Regions from separate parts of the Callithrix jacchus genome. Here region 2 is linked to region 1. Evidence: chromatin contacts called from public Hi-C data. All regions are on one chromosome and are shown on one strand. The core of a region is the stretch at or near the end of the contact, and the rest is flanking DNA. Distances in the headings are between cores, read along the strand shown.

Region 1 (4,088 bases), core at 752-3,251:
TAGAAGTATTAAAACACACATAGATACTATGGAATAGAGTGAAAAGTGTGTGAGCATTCTTACACTAAAACATGAGACTTAAGTTGTGGTAGTTCCCTCTCTTCCTCCATAGTTTATGGCTCTGTGCTATTAGGGGTTCAGAGAAAAAATTAGATGATGATGATTTCTTCTTCTTCTTCTTCTTCCTTCTTTTTCTCCTTCTCCTTCTCCTTCTCCTTCTCCTTCTTCTTCTTCTTCCTTCTTCCCCTTCTTCTTTTCTTATTTTTAAGACAAAGTCTCACTTTGTAGCCCAGGCTGCAGTGCAGGGGCACAATCTTGGCTCACTGCAACCTCCACTTCCCAGTTTTAAGTGATTCTCGTGCCTCAGCCTCCTGGGAAGCTGAGATTTCAGGTGCCTGCCACCACACCCGGCTAATTTTTGTATTTTTAGTAGAGATGCGGTTTCACCATGTTGGTCAGGTTGGTCTCGAATTCCTAACCCCAAGTGATCCGCCCGCCTTGGCCTCCCAAAGTGCTGAGATTGCAGGCATGAACCATCACACCTGACCTAGAGAACTTCTTTAGGTAAAGATTCTGTGTGCTATGTGTAGTGTCTCATTTTGGTTCACACTTTTGTTTCTTTTTAAATATACGGGTTGAGCTTTTTTCTTTTCAGGGAGAAAGCCATTTCAGTAGAGTTTCTGTTAATGGAACTCAGAAGGAGGAGTAGAAAGGTGGCTGCGATCAAGCAGAGGTCAGCATCCCAGCTGCTCCCTTGAGAATCCTGTCTTCACAGCAAAGGAATGAACGAGTAGCTGCCGTTGTCACAGGGTCCCGCATCTTTTAGTTTGTGGCCAGAGGACATGAGAACATTGCAGTCTAGGTGGAAAACGCTAATCCAAAGGTGCGATTGGAGATTCCAAAGAAACTGCATGTGGAAAGGAGTGCATAGTCGACTATGTTTCATAGGAAATTATTTTGTCAGCACAGGGAACAATGAGATGCCATCACAGTTGCCTCATTAGTAAGCAATATCTTCGGTTTTTGCAGGCACCCCAGCATGTTCTGTAATGGCTCCTGTTAGGTCTGGTCAATGTCCTCTGGACGCCCCACCACCTCCTACCCCCAGATGATGACACAAATGTCTTGAAATATTGACGTGTCTTCAGCCACTCGTTACAGAATATCTGTACAAATATTTAAATTACCCTGTCTCTCCCAGCAAAATTGCCTTTAGATTAATCCGCTCTCGGGACGCAGGCCGGGAGTGGCTTGGAGTGTGGAAGGGTTTGAGGGTAAGGGTTGTAGTGAGGTGGGACTGAATGATTTTGATGGGCGTTGCCAGGGGCTTGAAGGAACCGGCTCTTCCTTTCACAGAATCGAAGTATTTCTCTGGGCCCGGGAAGTTTTTGCTCCCAAGTGAGTCAGGGTGGAGAGCAGGACCGCACAGTCGCGCGTGTGTATGAAACGACGGCCTTAAGAAGGGCGCCCAGGGACACGGGCTTGGCAGCTCCGAGCGGAGGCCGTCAGGCAGCCGTTCCTTTCGGAATCAGGTCTCCCGCAATGCTCCCGGCCGCGGCGCTCCCGGGATCGAGCGCTGGAGCTGTTCGGGGATACCCCTGCCGAGCGCTGCCGGCCCACCTCCGCCGTACTGCGCGGGCTAGGGCTTCGCTACAGCGCGCAGGCCCGCGGATGGCAGCCTGGGGTTTCCACGGCGGGTGATCTCGGGACACCAGGGGTTCCCACGGAGGCCGGGGAGAGCCCCGGCTGTGGGACCCCGCGTGACCGGGGCGCAGTGCGCCGTGTCCCCGGCCCGTCCGGTGGAGCAGGGAGGGACGCCTGGTAGGGTGGGTGCGCAACGGGAGCCCCGGCCGCGGGCGGCTCCACTCCAGCCGGGCGGACGGGCGGGAGCCGGGGGCGGGGAGCCCGGAGCACCGCCCCGCTAGCGCGCCCCGCCCGTGGGAGAGGAGGGGCTGCGGCGCGGCGGACCACTGGAGGCGCAGCACGGTCGCTGCCGCCGCTGTTGGTGCTGGAGACCGTGCCTCCTCTCCTCCGCCAGCCCGCGCGCCCGTCCGCCTGCCGGGGCTGCCTCCCGCCTCCCGCCGCAGCCGCGCAGCCGCCGCAAAACCCGCGGCGCCGCCGCTCGCGCTCCAGGTAGGTGTCCTAGCTGCAAAGGGGATGCCTGGGGCGGGAGCCACGGTGCCCGCATCGCGGCCCGGGGCATTGTGCGCCTCCGGCGGGCCGAGGACCCTGAGGGACGCGCGGGTGGGCACCCGCAGCCCCGGGCCACCAGGGCATGGCCGTCCCCCTGGAGGCGTCCCCAGCGGGATAGCCGGGCTACAGGGAAGTCGGGGGCGGCTGTGTCAGCCCATTCCCGCGGCCGGGATGGGAGGGGGCGTCTGTGTCGCGGTCCCGGTTTGCCGCCCTCCCTCTCCCTCGCCGGGAATTCCGGCTGCCTGGCACTAGCGCCCGCAGTCTCTCGCGCGGGCCGGCGCCCCTGCGCCCCGCAGGCTGCCTGGGGATTGAAGCAGGGGCCGGGAGAAGGACTGATGTAATTGTCAGCGGAAAACCTAACCGGCGCGGGTGAGAGCGCCTGCGCCCGCGCGAGCTAACGCCTACGCCGCACCTTTCAGGGAATCCGGGAAGCGGAGAGGAACGGCTGGGGAAGTTGTGCATTGGGTTTTATTGTGCGCGTGCACTGCGGACTGCCCTCGCGGGGCACCCCTGCCCACCCGCTGCTGGCGCCCCTGCAGCCCTCCCTGCAGCCTTCGTCGACACTCCCGGCCAGGGCCGAGTCTGCCTTCCCTGGTTCAGACCCGGACAGGGTTTGCATTGCAGTCAAGACAAGCTTCCCCTGCATCGAGCTGCCCGCAGATCGTGTAGCCGGGGATGCTGGGGGAGGAGGGAATGGGAGACCTGGGGAGGAAGCTTGGAGAAGTAATGACACCAGCAGATTTTCTCCCCAAAGCTTCTGCTGCATATGACACGTCTGCAAGGCACCTTTTAAGCTGTTTTTGAAAGTTATAACCAGATACTGATTTTGTGACAATTCTGTGATATACCTGAATGGTTGCTTAAACATAGAGACCTAAAGCTGGGGGAAGCATTACATAATGGACATAAAGCAAATGACACGAAACTAAGTGAACCCAGTGGGTTGCCTGATTATTTCTCTCTTCTGGACACAAAATCCTGTAAGGTTTGTTTTCTATAGGAACTTTCATTTATAAATTGCTGGACTAAGTTTAGCCAATTGTATTATATTCAGTTGTGATTTTTTTTTCATAAATAATTTGTCTTGGACATCTTAAATTTAAAAATTGCATGCTAATGGTTATATATCACTATGCTGATTAGGAAATGAAGTATTCACAAAGTAAAAATAAGAAATTTCCCATCTGGCTACCATTAACTTTGTTTTCCTCTTGTTTTGTTTCTGTTTCTTTTCCTTCTTTCATCTTTCCCCTGCCCCCCTCCCCCCAGCTTTATGTTTTTTGGAAACATTTCTATAGTTTTGGGTACTGCGAGCTCACAATGTTGATACTTCTATCGCATGTTACAGCATTGCAGATACAAAGACTAATAATAAATGAAACAGAAGTCCTCGCAGTAACTCTGAGAGTGAGCAGGGTTCCCAAGGTCGAAGGGAAGCTGCAGTGCAATTCAGCTATAATCAGCTACAGAGAATATGCATAACCCTTATTGGGAAAGGCCCTGATTGGCGGATTTTTTTCTTATTATTCTTTTGCAATTGGATTTAATGTATTTTTTCCTAAAAAATAATTTTCTTAAGGTAAGAATGAAAAATTTTGAAATTAAAATTTCAGGTTTTTAGAAAGCTGAAAAATCCTGCTTTTGCTCATATCTTCAGATATAATGTTGATGACCCCATTATACATTCAGTGGATGGATTATCTTTGGGGATACCTCAGTTTCAGATTACTATGACTTGTCAGATGAATCTTGGCTTTAATATGAGGTAGTCCTGCTGTACTTTTATAGGATCACATATGTAAGTTTTCTTATTCCTAGATTGCTCTAACCTTAAGTTAACTTTACTTCAAGAAGAAAAATAAAGCCCTTCTAAGATGAAATCTTTGTGGTTGGAG
Region 2 (3,826 bases), core at 973-3,472, 110 kb after region 1:
CAGAAAGAGAGGGAGACAATCATCATCATTACCGAATAATACATGATAACAGATTTCTTAAAAGTATCCAATATTGATTGGAAAACATTTTTTTGAAAGGTAGAATTAAGCTACTCGCATGTTTTAAGATTTTCATGAGCTAAATTTTAATGCTAAGAATAGGCTGTTGCTTTTAATGTTTAAAACTGATATCTTCTGGAATGTAGGATGATAATTAAGGAATAACATTAGCTTTAGGAGAAGAGATTTTCGTATAGCTATTCCTCAATTTATGATAGGATCAACCTATTATAAAGCTGGAAAATTCTAAGTCAAACCATTGTAAATCAGGGACCATCTGTGTCATAAAATTTTGTTTCTCTAGTCAAATCAATTAGTTTTGGCCACCACAACTATTTTTTTTTAACATCTCTAGATTTTTCTCTAACAAGTTAGAATTATATATTTTTATCATGGACAACATGTTTTCAAACATATAGACATGAGGGCATGGCTGAATTGGGGTAATTAACATGTGTACTACCTTACCCTTGGCTTTTGGTTGTGTTTTTGTTTGTTTATTTTTGAGACGGAGTCACTCTGTCACCCAGGCTGGAGTGCAATGGTGTGATCTTGGCTCACTGCAACCTCTGCCTCCTGGGTTCAAGTGATTCTTTTGCCTCAGCTTCCTGAGGAGCTGGGATTACAGGCACCTGCTATCATGCATTTTTGTAGAGACAGGGTTTCACCATGTTGGCCAGGCTGGTCTTGAACTCCTGATCTCAGGAGATCTGCCTGCCTTAGCCTCCCAAAGTGCTGGGATTACAGGCATGAGCCACTGTACCCAGCAGGTTTTTTTTTTCTTTCATGGTGAGAACACTTAAAATCTACTCTGTTACCAATTTTCAGGGTCTTTTTTCTTTTAGTTTATGCATTTTCCTAAAATATTCTGGGACTACTGAGGGGTTTGTTCTTAAGGTGGAACTTAGCAATTCTTTTCCTCATGGGGTTTTTAATAAAATTAACATTATAAATAAAACTTTACTTTGATGAAAACAAGTTCCTCTGACTTTTATCTTATTAGCATTTTTCAATTTGTATATTTGCAAGCATAAAGTGTCTTCTTTTGCATGTTAGGGGAGATAGGAAAATTTGGAGTTGACAAGAAGCAATTAAATTCAGAATGTCCTTCGGAAATGGTTTACTATTCATAAATGGTGCAGATTAACAGACCTGCCTGCCATGGGAAGCTATTTAGTAATCTACAGTCTTTGAAAGTACTTGCCAACATCTGGTTCTAAGAATGCATCCTGATGTTTCATAGTCTAGGGGTTAATCCAAGGTTCAGCACTATAGCCCACAGGCCAAATTTGCAGCCTGTTATAATTACAAATAAACATAACCAGGCTTATTCATTTGCATATTGTCTAAGGCTGCTTTTCTAATACAACAGCAGTTTGAATAGCCACAGCAGATATTGTATGGTTCACAATTCCTGAAATATTTTCTGTCTGACCCTTTGCATAAAACCTTTGCAAAGCACTGCCTACCCTCCATTCTCCATCTAGTCAAAGACAGTGGCTGGGTCCTCTCTCTGGATTACTGAATCTGAAATCTAAGATACTTTGCAATTGCAAGGATTAGTAGACAACAGACTGTGGGCTCATGATAGAGCTTTTTGATTTATTTTCTTTATGGGAAGGTACTGTGTTTATATAATAAACAATTATAATAAAACAATTATAAAAAATTATTGAAAAATTAATTATAATAAAAATTAATGGAGGTACTGTGTTTATAAGAAAGTCATTTTTTGTAAGCTGTCTAAAGTTGTTAAAACTAATTTGCAGTATAAAAATCAATTAGGAATACATAAAGGTTAGATGCTAAATGCTTTACCCTAAAATTCTTGTTTCAAAACTTTTTTAATTTCAAAGGAAAAATCTTAGGAATTCCTTTATTTTTGAGCTTTAGGTCTATGACTTGGTGGTGCTTCTGTGTCTGATACTGTTACTATTCCCTGGTTTTGTTGGTGTTAGGCCAGTGAAGAGTAGGGCCCAATTGGCAACTTGGCACATCTGATGCCTGCTGGCAGGCTTATTAAAGCACAGATTGCTGGGCACCACCCTCAGAGGTTTTGATTCACAAGTATAGATGAGCTCAAGAATTTGCATTTCCAGGAAGTCCCCAAGTGACATGTTGATCCCATTGCCACCCTTGAGAACCTATGTAGTAGATGATTAGCACTGATGTTTCCCAAGCTTGGGGTCTGTGAAGTAGCGTTATTACTATCCCTGTTTATAGATGAGGAAACTGAAGCACAGAGAGACTTCAGTAAATTGCCTGAGGTTTCATAGCTCGGAAATGGCAGAGATAGGATTGGCTCCAAACTCAGGCAGTCCATGGGATTTTTTAGTGTAAAAATAAAAATGAAAATCACTATGATGAAAACCACCACAGACAGTGGTGTATTGGCAAATGTTTAATAATCCTCTTAAAAAAAATTTAAAAAACAGCCCAGATTTGAAGCAGTTGCGTGACATAGATACCCCCACCATGATCGATTTCAGCGTCCGAGGGGACTGTCTTTGAAGCCCTGAACTGCTTTGAAGCACATAGCTCCTAAGCTGGTACACACCAGCTTCAGCTCACCACTAGATATGTGCCAAGGTTGCCACACTCCAATTAAATGAATTTGCAAGCCTGCAGAACCTGGGAACTGGCAGGGGATTCTCGGTCATGTCAGCTGTTCCTTCCCTCATGTAACAGTGAATGAGCAATAATTGAAACCAACACTCATGCTTGAATGCCCAACACAAGTAGAATTTTTGACATCCTGATGTGGGTAATGGCCTGCATAAATACTGCTATTCTGGAAGATGACAGTTTTTCAAAATTCTGCTTAAGATTCCTGACCATGAGATGTAATTAGTAGATGGTATCTAGTAAATTAGGTGCCAGGTGCCATAATTCTGTGTGGTCAGGCTAACCCATCGGTGGTGTTTTGAAAGAATTAATGCTACTGCATCTATTTCCTATTCCTAATGTCTCTCAGGCCCCTATAGCACCATTAGCTGTCAAGCAGGCCTCTTCTTAGGACAAATGAGAGATTTTATCTTGGGAATGTTGAACCTTGTACCGTCTTTCTCTCCAGGTCACTATTGAACAGATAGGAAACTCTAGTCCTCAAATCATATGGATGATTTTGGGTTATCTTTAGGCAAATATAGTAAAAGAACTAGACTCAGTACAGTGGCTCACACCTGTAATCCTAGCACTTTGGGAGGCTGTGGGAGGATTGCTTGAGCCCAGGAGTTTCAAGACAAGCCTGGGCAGCATAATAAGACTCCCATCTCAAAAAAAAATTAGAAAAGAAAAAGAACTAATATGAGGGTAGATATCTACAGTCTGCTAGCATAGTCAATGCTACTTAGTTGATATAATGAAAGATTTAAATCTTAACTAAAATGATAAGCTCAGTAAACAATCTGAATGGCTTTTGTGGCACATGACATTGGACTATAATGAGAAAAGTGACATAGTCCCCAGCCTCATAGATCTTACATAATCAAGTCAAATAAATACAGTGCAGTATATGTTCAAAAATATATGTATGTTTGTGTATAGAAGTAATAGATTGTAGTGACAATTCTATTAGGTTAGGAAAGATTTTATAAAGAAGATGAAACTTGACCACAAAATAGTGTAAAATTAATATTTGCTTTTTGTAGAAGTCATTCTAACCAGTGATTCAGGAGCTTTTTATCGTAGTAAAATATATACAGCATAAAATTTATCATTTTAATCACTTTAAAGTATCCACTTCTGTGTCATAAAGTGCATTCAC

The links. A called contact is a pair of places that touch in the nucleus more often than the background predicts.
Region 2: a contact with region 1 is called in a Hi-C map of skeletal muscle, with 4 times the contacts expected there. The contact joins the enhancer-like site here to the promoter of OSBPL6 in region 1. A contact is called at or near these places in 2 of 3 Hi-C or Micro-C datasets (both in skeletal muscle).

The regions. Positions count from the first base shown.
Region 1 is chr6:49,378,435-49,382,522 of calJac240_pri, forward strand. OSBPL6 (oxysterol binding protein like 6) reads left to right here and starts at 2,002. Exons shown (of 25, transcript XM_078327250.1): 1 at 2,002-2,133.
Region 2 is chr6:49,484,604-49,488,429 of calJac240_pri, forward strand. The region is part of intron 4 of OSBPL6 (oxysterol binding protein like 6); the gene reads left to right. Among named protein-coding and RNA genes, the nearest start is that of OSBPL6, 110 kb to the left of the region's middle. Within about 2 kb of position 2,223, at least 1 of the 16 cell types and tissues checked has an H3K27ac peak or open chromatin away from gene starts, as enhancers often do. A contact at or near this core is called in skeletal muscle, where this site is marked.